2 separate regions of the Thunnus thynnus genome follow, and region 1 is linked to region 2. The links are chromatin contacts, called in public Hi-C maps. All regions are on one chromosome and are shown on one strand. Each heading gives the region's core, a stretch centred on a gene start, on an enhancer-like site or on the middle of the called end of the contact. The rest is flanking DNA. Distances are from core to core; before and after follow the strand shown. Region 1 holds the start of LOC137172410 (ATP-dependent RNA helicase DHX8). Region 2 holds the start of thrab (thyroid hormone receptor alpha b).

Region 1 (5,622 bases), core at 922-3,421, 180 kb after region 2:
CTGGTTGCAGATATTTCCTCCCTCAAGAGCATTACTGAGGTTGGGAAAAATTGGGGTACAGCTTCCCTCAGAAGGTGTTGGATAGTGTAAAAGTTCAGGCTCTGTGCAGACCAGCCAAGTACTTCCACACCAAATTGATGGGAACCAAAATCCAAAGTCCTCATTCTGTGCAAAAATGTATTTAAAAGTAAATCTGAAGCAAATATGAAACTTTCATTTGTCCAAATTAGTCAAATTGAGTAGATATCTTTCAACGTTACAGTCTTTTTAGTGCCAAAGTCCCTCTGTTACTATACTTCCACCGCAGCTTAATAGGGAAACACTGTCCAAGGAAACATAAATAGTGAATTTGATGCTAAAAAGACTGTAAATGTGTCAGATATCCACTTGATATGACTAACTCAAACTGCTAAAAACTCATATAAGCTTCACATCAACTTTTAAATGACTGTGTGGCCACACTGTGGATTTTGGCCTCCATCACTTACATTGAAAGCACATTTGAAGGAGATCTTTTAACAGCCAGTATGAACAGGAGGAATGATTACAGCGAGGAAAACCTCTCTCACTGTTCATACGGACACCTGACTGTTGTTTTAAGGCAGACTTGAAAAACTGTGAACCTATCCTTTAAGATCTTCCTTCATTTGGACAAGCCCAAGTGCAATTGTCCACATATCTTTGATCATACAGTGAAAATCACAGGAGTCACATCTACACAAAATGGAATGAGCAACATGCTTTTTGTACATCTAAAATATCTGAAACCCATCAGAGTTACTGAAACTAATTCTTTCAGCAAGGCTAGCATAGATATAATGCAGCTTTTGCTCTGCATCCCAATGGCCATGGCTATATCTGCAGGCCTACAGAACAGAAAACAGAAACCATTAAGTGAGTTAAGTTACTGTATTTGGACACAACAGAGCCAGGTGTAAGATGCCGAAAACCTCTTTTGCCTTTCACCTTTTTCAGAAGAATCACAATCAGAATCATCTTTACTGGCCAAGTATGTTGATGCATACAAGGAATTTGACTCCGCTTTAGTGGCTCTCAGTGTACTTACACAAAATAACAAGAGAAGAATCTTCACAAATATTCACAAGAAATGACTAAATAAAGGTGGAACTGTTTCTGTGAACTGTAAACAGGATACAAATAGTGCAAAGAAGTGAAGTGAGTGCAATGAGTGCTGAGATAAATATCAAATGGCAAAAAAAGACATGTTACTTTATGTATATATATAGTAGGTGATTATGTACAGTATATACAGCCTTTTCAAATATACAGTAATGAATGATATTATGTATGTACTGATATAAATATACAATGGTGAAATGAAACATTTACACAATGCATAGCCTACACAATGCAAAGAAAGGACAAAGAGCCTAATAAGGATAAAATACATAGGATATCTTTATTTCACTTTGTGTTAAACCTCAGAGACTTGATAAGTCACTTGTATTACATACAGATTCTTACCAGTCTTCTGCCAAAACTCAATATGACAAATTCATATCTCACAGGAAACACTCCACATGTAGATGCATCCATGGTGGAGATGTTTGGGATGAAATTTGTGTCATAATAATTGACCAAGATCTCCCAAGCATCAAACAAAAATGAAAAAAATATGAAAATTAATAAAAGTAAATCGAAAGCAAAAAATTACCTCAAAAGCAAAATTTACAATTGAAATTTTGCAGTCACTTTTGTGGTCTAATTTTTCAGTTTCAGTTTTGAGACATGGGGCATGTGGGTGGATGTTACAGGGCTGCGTCCAGGTTCATGGTAAGTCATACTACTTGTTGCACTTCCAGACCACTGAAAATGAAAAATTCTGAACTGAAAGTGAAGAGTTCAACAGCAAAACTGAAAAATTAAGCAGCAAGAAATGGTGACAAATGAGAAATCTTGATCAGTGAAAGAAAAATGGCGAATATTGTAGGCTAATCAATGTTTCACTCGTATAGTTTTATAAGAAGTTTTACATCAGAGCACTTTTTTGCTTTCAGTTTATTTTTCACTTTCAATATTTAATTTTTTTGGTTTGATTGATGATGTAGATTTTGTTCAATTATTGTGACACACATTTAATCCCATACAGTTGTAGCGCCATCTCGCGGCGACACTGAAAACAGCAACGTGTTTCCGGAGTAGGCGGAAACGGAAGTTGTTCGTATCCAATATGTCTGCTGGCGTTTGTGTTGTCTGAACAAAACACTACTCGTGAAGAATGGCAGACGGTGGTGTCGACGAGCTATCGCAACTTGAGTATTTGTCTTTGGTGTCCAAGGTCTGCACGGAGCTTGACAACCATCTGGGAATAAGTGACAAGGATCTAGGTGTGTATTTTGTTACTAAGAACAGCCTCCGTAACCGAAAACTGTGAGCTAACTAGCTAATGCTAACTTAGCTGTTGTCGGCTAAAAGCAACTGTTGACGCTAAACGCTGTTAACAGTGTGATATTCTGATAAAGTAGGTCGTCGTCCAACAAATCGAGTAGTTTTAATATTGTTTCCAGCCAAAGTGTAAATAAACCAGACTTGTGGGCTTGTAGTAACATGACTGCAGTTGTTGCCTCGTTTCTTTTCGATCAACGTGTGACTCCTCTGTTTCTTTGCTTTACAGCTGAATTTGTCATCAGCCTTGCTGAAAAACAACCGACCTTTGATGGATTCAAAGCTCTTTTGCTCCAAAATGGAGCCGAATTCACAGTAAGTTCAACGCTTAAAGCCGCATTATTAATCATAAAGTGGTTAAAGCTAAAAGTTAGCTTTTTTTTCTTCTTTGCAACTAAACAAATCCGTCTTGTTTTGTTTATTGTAGGATTCTCTCATCGGCAATTTGCTCAGGCTCATTCAGACTATGCGACCCCCATCCAAGGCGTCTACAAGTAAAGGTAAGTTAATGTTCATCTGTCTGAGAATTAACTGGGCACTTTAATTACAGCTATACTGAAATGCCAGCTACTAAAGCAACGGTTTAGTCTACATACTGTGTTTGCTGCCAGAGAAAAGTTCACCAAATGCTCAGTATATAACTCAGTTCCTCTGTTAATTGTTTATGTATTTAATGTTTATATTATAATGATATAAACTGGGTGAGGGCATTGCTTAGGTCCAACTCTTAACCAAAGTTAAAAGCAGCTTTAACACTAAGTGACAGTTTCTTTAAAATACTGTGTAATATTTACTTGTATATTGTCTGTGTTTGTACCATTTAATTATTACATATCTGTCCTTTCTTTACATAATACTTTAGGCTTTGTTTCCTCACTGTTTCTCCCTTGAGAATAATCTGAGTCTCAACTCTCTAAAATGTCCTTTTTTTTCACAACAGCATCTGAAGCTTTGGTCAAGCCGAAGACAGAAAAAGACAGATTGAAGGAGTTGTTTCCTGCACTGTGTAGACCAAATGATCCTGCACCAAAGGTATGAGACTCTGTGTTTTGGCTTTCACACGTTAATCGTAGGTATCTCGTCCTCCTGTAGTGCCAACAGGCTTATCTTGTTCACACCTAAAGAGAGACATCATGTTTCATTTGCAGCATACTTGTGATCCACAACACCCACATTTAGGATGTTGTCACTTTGCACATTGCAACTCTGCACCTCCCACACAATACAATTTTTCTTACGGGAGAAGTTTAGAAGTTGGATTCTACTTCATTACCAAACTGTCAGATACATTATTACAAGGAGGGAACTGCATGCAAAGGGAATGAGAGGAGTTAATGTTAACAATTGATACTAACCCACTGATCATGTATGATAGTGTGCACTAGGTACACGCCTTAGTTCACTGCTATTGTTATTCTTGTCTATGCTTTGCTCTCACTTCCTTAATTCTATAAAAACCTGAAAATGACAATGCTAGACAGATGAAGATTATTTTATATTCAAGGCAGAGAAATTGTGGGTATGAGTCATATACAACATAACTTTTCAAACATAATGTAGCACAAAGAAATTAGTCTGTGGTTATAAACCTCAGTCAGTCTGTAAGTCAACTTAGAAGAATCTGCCTCTGTGAAGCTCTAAAAATATTAGTAAGGAAGAAGATGTAATCCAGCGATAGTTGAATAGTACCATGTTACGAATGTTTTCGTTTGCCTTCCTCAGAAACTACTAGACGAAGATGACGTGAAAGTAGCAGCTGATGCCATGAAAGAGCTGGAGATGTTTATGCCCAGTGTCAGTGGGACGGACTCGAAAAGCAGCAAGAGCAGGTAAAGCAACTGAGGAGATTTATTTTTATTTTCCTCCCTGAAAAAGAATCTTTGTTAGATAAATGTTATACAGAAATATAACAACCAGCAATTACACACGTCCACTGTTTGTCCTGTTGTGAAGTTTATTGTGTGAATTTAATTATATTTTAATTCTGTGGTTCTGTGATGTTTAAACTTCATGCACCTGTTCTACTCATCTTCCAGGTCAGAAAAGAGCAGACGTCACAGCAGAAGTCGCAGCAGAAGCAGAGAAAGAGACCGACACAGAGACCGTGACCGAGACAGAGACAGAGATCGGGACAGAGACCGAGATAGGGACAGGAAGAGGCGGCATCGTTCTCGATCTCGCTCCAGGTCCAGGTCTCGCTCCAGAGACCGTGAACGGCACAGAGACAGAGATAGAGATAGAGACAGAGACCGCGGCAAGAGAAGGGACAGATCTTCCCGCTGGACTGACCGCTCACCGAGCCCCAGAAAAGACCAAGACAGAGACTCTGACCGGTGGAAGGACAAACATGTGGACCGCCCTCCACCAGAGGAGCCGTCTGTCGGCGACATCTACAACGGCAAAGTTACCAGCATCATGCAGTTTGGATGCTTCGTTCAACTGGAGGGACTGAGGTCAGTATAAAGTTGAAGCTTAGCCCACTGGTTACTGATGAAAAGCTTTTTTGTCCCAATCAGAAACATAAATTCTGTAAGTTGCATGTAACTGTTCAGGTCTGCATTCCTGTGATGTTATCTGCCAGTAAACTCAACTGTGTTGTTCTCTATTTGTAGGAAACGATGGGAGGGTTTGGTTCATATTTCAGAGCTGCGTAGAGAGGGCCGCGTAGCCAATGTGGCTGATGTTGTCAGCAAGGGCCAAAGAGTCAAAGTCAAGGTGCTATCATTCACTGGCTCGAAGACCAGTCTCAGTATGAAGGTAAGAAAACCTAAAACTAAGAAAAACTAACTAAACAAAGTGTGAAGTCTGAATTCGAATATCAGCTAAATGTATCTGTGTTCTCTACATAAATTTGGGGGAAATATTCCAGTTTTCTTTGTGTGGAAAATGTAGATCTCGATAGCAATGTTGGTGCTTTAATTAGTTAATTAAAGGAAAATACACAAAGAAAGTGTGTACATTTCAATTTAATCTGAAATTATCTCAATACCTGAGCAGGTGATGTTTCGAGCCAGTACATTATCAACTAATCCAGCAATTAAAACCGTCTTTACCTCCAACGAGAGAGATTTCAAAACACTACATGTGTTATTATCGTCATATGACCTCGTATGCTAGACTGTTGTCCCTTTAATTGAAAACATACCTCCTTTGTCAGGATGTGGACCAGGAGACAGGTGAAGATCTGAACCCCAACAGGAGGAGAAACGTGGGACC
Region 2 (5,625 bases), core at 1,046-3,545:
GACAGAAACGGATGACATTTGCATTCCAAACAACCTGTAAATCAAGTATGCATGCATTGAAGGCTCCAACAGGGGACGGAAACCAACACAACTGAATGCAGAGTTAACTCATTAGCAGGTGATGGTTCTCAATAATGTCATCTCCTATGATTAGGCCCATTATTTGGTTTATTTGCTTTTTTTTTATACAAAATAAATCCTTCCTGGAAATTGAAGTGGAAATGAAACAGGACCACAAACGACACGAGCATGTAATCAAATATTAACTCATACACCCACATACTGAAATATCTTAGCCTAGAACACACATGTAGACACACACACACACACACACACACACACACACACACACACACACACACATGCACACACACATCGATAATGGTTTCAGAGAAAAAAGCAGGAATCTTTTCTGCGGGTGCTGCAGTGGCATTTGCACTTAAAATAAACCTTTATTCTCTACCACAAGCGCTTCCACTTCTGCAATTGAAGACCATCAAATGTAAATGTGCACATGTTGGGAATTGAATACTAAGAAAATGCGTCACTCTCATAGCTGGCCTTGTCCTGCATTGATTAGTCAGACAGGAATATCGGTCTGTATGACATGCATTCAGAACACTCACTCAGCACAAAAATTTCTCCCAGCTTGTTAAAAGACTGAGAAAAGGAAGGAGAAATCTTTTGAATCACAGCTGAAGTCTGTGCAGCACAAATACCCACCAGCCTGCACGGCGAGCAGTGTCAGTTGGACTTGTGATGGTATGAATTTTAAATTTTTTTTTTTTATCCACAAGCTTAATATTGAATACTGATATGATGACGAGAAAAAGCATTACCCACTTGAATCTTATCTGTCCGTGCACCCGTCCATAGGTTTTTTGGTAGCCGTGGTGTAAGCGGGATAATGCACAGCAAGCCAGGGATTACTGCAAAATAAAAGCCCATTTAGAGTGATAAGCGTGTCCTGATCCACGCTGTTTGTGTTTATGATGTGATGATCAACATGTTGCAAAGTATCGCTTATGAATTGCACTCAACATCAATATCAATGTAAGTGAAAGTTACAGATTCAGTTCTATTATGTATAAGAAAAAAAAAAATAGAGTGAAATATTTCTTTGAACTAATAGCTAAGTCAAAGGTCATACCGCTCACAGAATGCTGTTCCCAGTTTGTGCTTTTAATTGTGGTGACATTTTCAAAGCTGCTGCAGGTCGACCTTCATGAAATTAACTGGCGACTATTTTTGTAATTGTTAAATCATTTAAGGCATGTATCAGACAAGAATGTCAAATAGTCTCTGGTTCCAGCTTCTAAAATGTGATAATTTGCTGCTTTTCTCTCTTGTACATTGAATAGTTTGGAGGGTTTTTAGGTGCTGGTTAGACAGTGATGTACTTTGTGAGCTCTGGGGATTTTTTATTGGTGTTTTTCACTATTTACCAACATAGAGACTAAACAATTGATTGATTAATGAAAAAAAAAATCAGACAGTAGTTGCAGCCCTACTTCAAATTACTTGATTTGTCCAATATATATATATATACAAATAGTCAATTTACAATTATATAGAACAGAGAAAAACAGAAAGTTGTCATATTTCATTAGCCGGAACAAAGTACTTAGTTGATTTATCTATTATCTTTTTTTATTATTATTTTTTATCGAGCACAAGTAGAATGTACAGAACAAGATTGGGAATAGCTATACAGAATGAAAGATGGAAGATTAATGTATTATCATAACAGGCTAAATGTTAATTTTACCTCTTTTTTAAAATATTTTTTTATTTCGAACATGTAAAAATTAAAGAAACAGATCCAGAATAACAATAAAATGAAATAAACAAGACATAGACAACAAACTCGATAAACAAATTCTCATAAAAACACAAATTAATTACTTTATTTATTACTTTATTATTATTAATAATGTGTGAAAAGGAGAGGGAAGAAGTATACACTTATTTATTTCTACCTCTCTCTCAACTACTCATCCATAAACTCATGTATACAATTTATAAACAAATATCCAAATACTATGTATAACCCCAATACAATTTAACTCAACTCTCTATTCAATAATCGTTTAATTGGCAAATTATTTCAGCACTAATCACAGTTTTATTATCATTAAAAGAAAGACTTGACAACACTGAATCCAATCATGAGAGATCTAATGATCGATTATCGGTTCTATTAACAATTAGTTATTTTCCTGTTTCTCTTGTACACTATTGATGACGTGTTATTACAGTATTTAACACCACAGTCGCGTCCCATCATCACCAAATCTGTCATTCCTTATCTAGGCTTCCTAACATCAAGGTGGACTAATCTGTCCTTCCCAAAGGCAGCATGAGGAGGATGAAGAAGAAGAAGAGGAGGAGGAGTAGGAGGATGAGGAGGAGAAGGAGGAGGAGGAGGAGGGAGTAGGCTTCAAGCGCAGTGATGAAGTAGATAAATAAGGAAAGCAGAGGATGTTCCGCATTTCACATCTCAACCGTCCCGACATGTGTTTGTGTGTGTACAGTTTGTGCTTTACAGTGGTGGTCCTGTAGAGAGCGGTAGATAGTTTTAATAAGTGGTCACACAGCAGCACTGCCCTTACTGTACTGTACATAAGCAGAGGGAGGAGCGACCGTGTAGTATTTCTTTTTGGTTCTTTCCCCCTCTGTCTTTGCAGCCCATCCAAACGCTATTGGAAAGCAGCAAGAGAGGAAAAAAAGGGGGGAAACAACAAACTACTCATTTTCACGCAATAGCTTTTGCAGGAAGAAGGAGGGAGATAATTTTTGACGGTACGAGGCGCAGCACCTTTTTGGCGGAGGGACCGGGCTCGGAGAGAGAGAGAGAGAGAGAAGAGAGAAGAGAAGAGAGAGAGAGGGGGGGACGTGTAGCCATCCAGCGCCGCCGCTACACTTGTGCAGAAACCGGAGGAGCCCCGCTGACCTTCTCCCGCTTCATTTCCGCCTAATGCCCGCATATCCAAGCCGTACTGGTGTCCTGACCGCGTGGGGGTAACCGACGGTAAGTGTCGTTATCGGGCTTCAACCCGGCCCGTCCACAGCGTGGTGTGCATGCAGTTGTTTGGCCGGGGCTAGCCGGAGTAGTGGCCTGGGGGAGGTGGTTTGACAGATCAGATCAGCAGCCAAGGTACACACGGTGTTACAGTACAGCACGGGAGGCAGGATCTAATCTTCTTGGTCTGCAGCCATTCCGCCACAATGTTGTTGACGTATCACTCTGGTTTGCGGTTGTTGTCAATAATAACGCTAACACTGCCGGATATAACTGCACGGCGGTAACGGTCCTGTTTTTGGTGTGTATATAAATGTATATAATTATATAATGCATATATATATACGTATGTGTGTGCAGCACTTTGGGGCCTGAACTTGGATTTATGTCTGCTGCACTCTGGCGCGCGCCTTAGTCCAATCGCGCATGCACACGTGCACAGATAGAGTGCAGATAGACTGATCGATAAAGATCACCAGCTATAATACACCCATGATACTCCTATAGGGAGCTTTTAGTGTGTGTTGGTACTCACTATCGATTCAGTTAGCTGACCCTAATTCGGTTCCCCCTCCTCTTTACCTCCTAGAAATGTTGTAGAAGTGACTTTTGAAATGTTTACCGTCACTTTATTCAATAATATAGGTATTATTCTAGTGTTTATAACCAAACTATACATCTAGATGAAGTATTATAACTAAGGTGAAGCTGTAATGAAAGGGAAACTCACCTAAAGACAGCTTGCATATGCTCGCTTTTTAGGAATACATCCTTTTTTTTGCTCATAACACATAATTCATGTATCTCTTGAAATATAGTGTACAATAGACTCTGTGACGCTCAACGCAACACAATAGGGTGTACTTTGTGGGTAAGGCTCAAAAGACAACATTGCCCAGGGAGCTGCCTTGACATGAACGCACTGACTATAAAGGAACTGAGATGCTAATTGTTGCCAAGAAACACTTGAAAAAACACAGCCTCTGACTGACGGCTGACACTGTGAAAATCCCCAAGTGAAAATAATCTCATTGCACGACTGAGCACAACCAGATCATGGATATAATGGTGACATTCTGCGTAGTGTATCTGCAGCTGTTTGTGTGTTTGGAAGCCTTCATCGCCGCATTAGGGCGCTGTAATAATTAAATCACTCAATGTAACCGCTCTGTTCAGAGCCCTCTCAGGCTCCTGATGCTCGCTCGCATTGGTTTTCACAGTAGCATCTTGCACCATCGCTGATAAGGAGTGACAGTGTAAAAGCAGTATGTCAAAGCTGGCCGTAGAAGTCTGCTTCACAGCTGGATGTATGGATTTCCCATCAATATGCTAACAGCAGAAGCTTTCAATAATTTAGACTTTTAGATGTCTTGGGAAACTTTTTAGCTTTAGCAAAGTTTACAGCCCTGTTTCACTGTATATACAGTAAAAAAACAGCCTATTTACCATCTTATAGATATTAAACTAGAAACTTAACAGATGAAGTTAAGCCTGTTTACACCTCCAAAAGCACTCAAATGAAAAAAAGGCGCCCGGAAGTTTGCACACACCATTAATAATTAGTAATGTTTAAACTGTAGCAGGGATTTTATACAAAAAGTGTGCTACCGGGTGAAACAAAGCTAATGTAAGTCACATCAGCTGGTACTGTAATGCCCCCAGATGCCCACATGTTCATTAATCATTAGCCATGGGTTTAAATCGCAGTGTTCTCTCCCTGGGTTGATTATTAGCTCTGGACAAATCCACCGTTCAAGTATAAACATTTCCTCTAAGGATACGGTTTGAAACGGATCGAGTGTCGGCTGTGAAGAGGGTTAAAAAACCTGCGTAATCAAAGATGTTATGATGTGTTTTCTGTCAGTAGCAAATAGACAAATTCATCCCAAATTATAGGTGATATTTTTTTCACCCCCCCCCCCCCCTCCCCGGTTTTCCCTTTTATTGTAAATAGTTTTCCATGTGTAGTAGGAAGGCGGATAGGAAATGCTGGATTTGCTCCTGACTGAGTGATGTAACAGGATTATACATGAGAGAACACAGAGAAGGTGGTTGGGTGTAGCCCCATGTGACCCGGTCTACATTTTCTCTTCTCTTCTCTTCTCTTCTCTTCTCTTCTCTTCTCTTCTCTTCTCTTCTCTTCTCTCTCTTTTCTCTCCTCTCTTTTCTCTTCTCCTCCTCTGTTGGGTTGGTTGGGGCTCCTTTAGGGGGCCAGAGGTGACCTTCTTCAGTCTCTCCCAGCAGCGAGTACCCCAGCGGGCCTCTCTCTTTTTGTGACCCCGTTTCTGTCTGCCTTTCTTCCTGGCCTCCCTCTTCTTTTCCTTTTCCTTCTCGTTCTCTTTTCTCTCCCCCTCCACCCCCCCTACCCTCTCTCTCCCCCTCCCCTCCTCCCCCCCCACAGCAACCCTCCTCGTCTGCTTCCATCCCCTCCTACTCCCGTCGGTTAGGGCAGCAGCGCCGAATGCTTCGAAACATAGAGCGTTCACTTATATAACCTCGGCTGTGTGCAGCTGATGTCCTTGTCTGTATCTGCTGTATAATGATGTCAGAGCTGTCTAGAGAGGCAGAGGGCATGCTGGGTAGGCCAATATGTCAAGAGCTAT

The links. Hi-C and Micro-C count contacts between places; a contact is called where the count stands out from the background.
Region 1: a contact with region 2 is called in a Hi-C map of muscle, with 5 times the contacts expected there. The contact joins the promoter of LOC137172410 here to the promoter of thrab in region 2. A contact is called at or near these places in 2 of 3 Hi-C or Micro-C datasets (heart and muscle).

The regions. Positions count from the first base shown.
Region 1 is chr20:6,404,598-6,410,219 of fThuThy2.1, forward strand. LOC137172410 (ATP-dependent RNA helicase DHX8) reads left to right here and starts at 2,172. Exons shown (of 23, transcript XM_067576823.1): 1 at 2,172-2,348; 2 at 2,636-2,721; 3 at 2,834-2,906; 4 at 3,347-3,438; 5 at 4,129-4,235; 6 at 4,443-4,859; 7 at 5,019-5,163; 8 at 5,564-5,622. The coding sequence starts at 2,240.
Region 2 is chr20:6,228,282-6,233,906 of fThuThy2.1, forward strand. thrab (thyroid hormone receptor alpha b) reads left to right here and starts at 2,296. Exons shown (of 12, transcript XM_067576047.1): 1 at 2,296-3,031.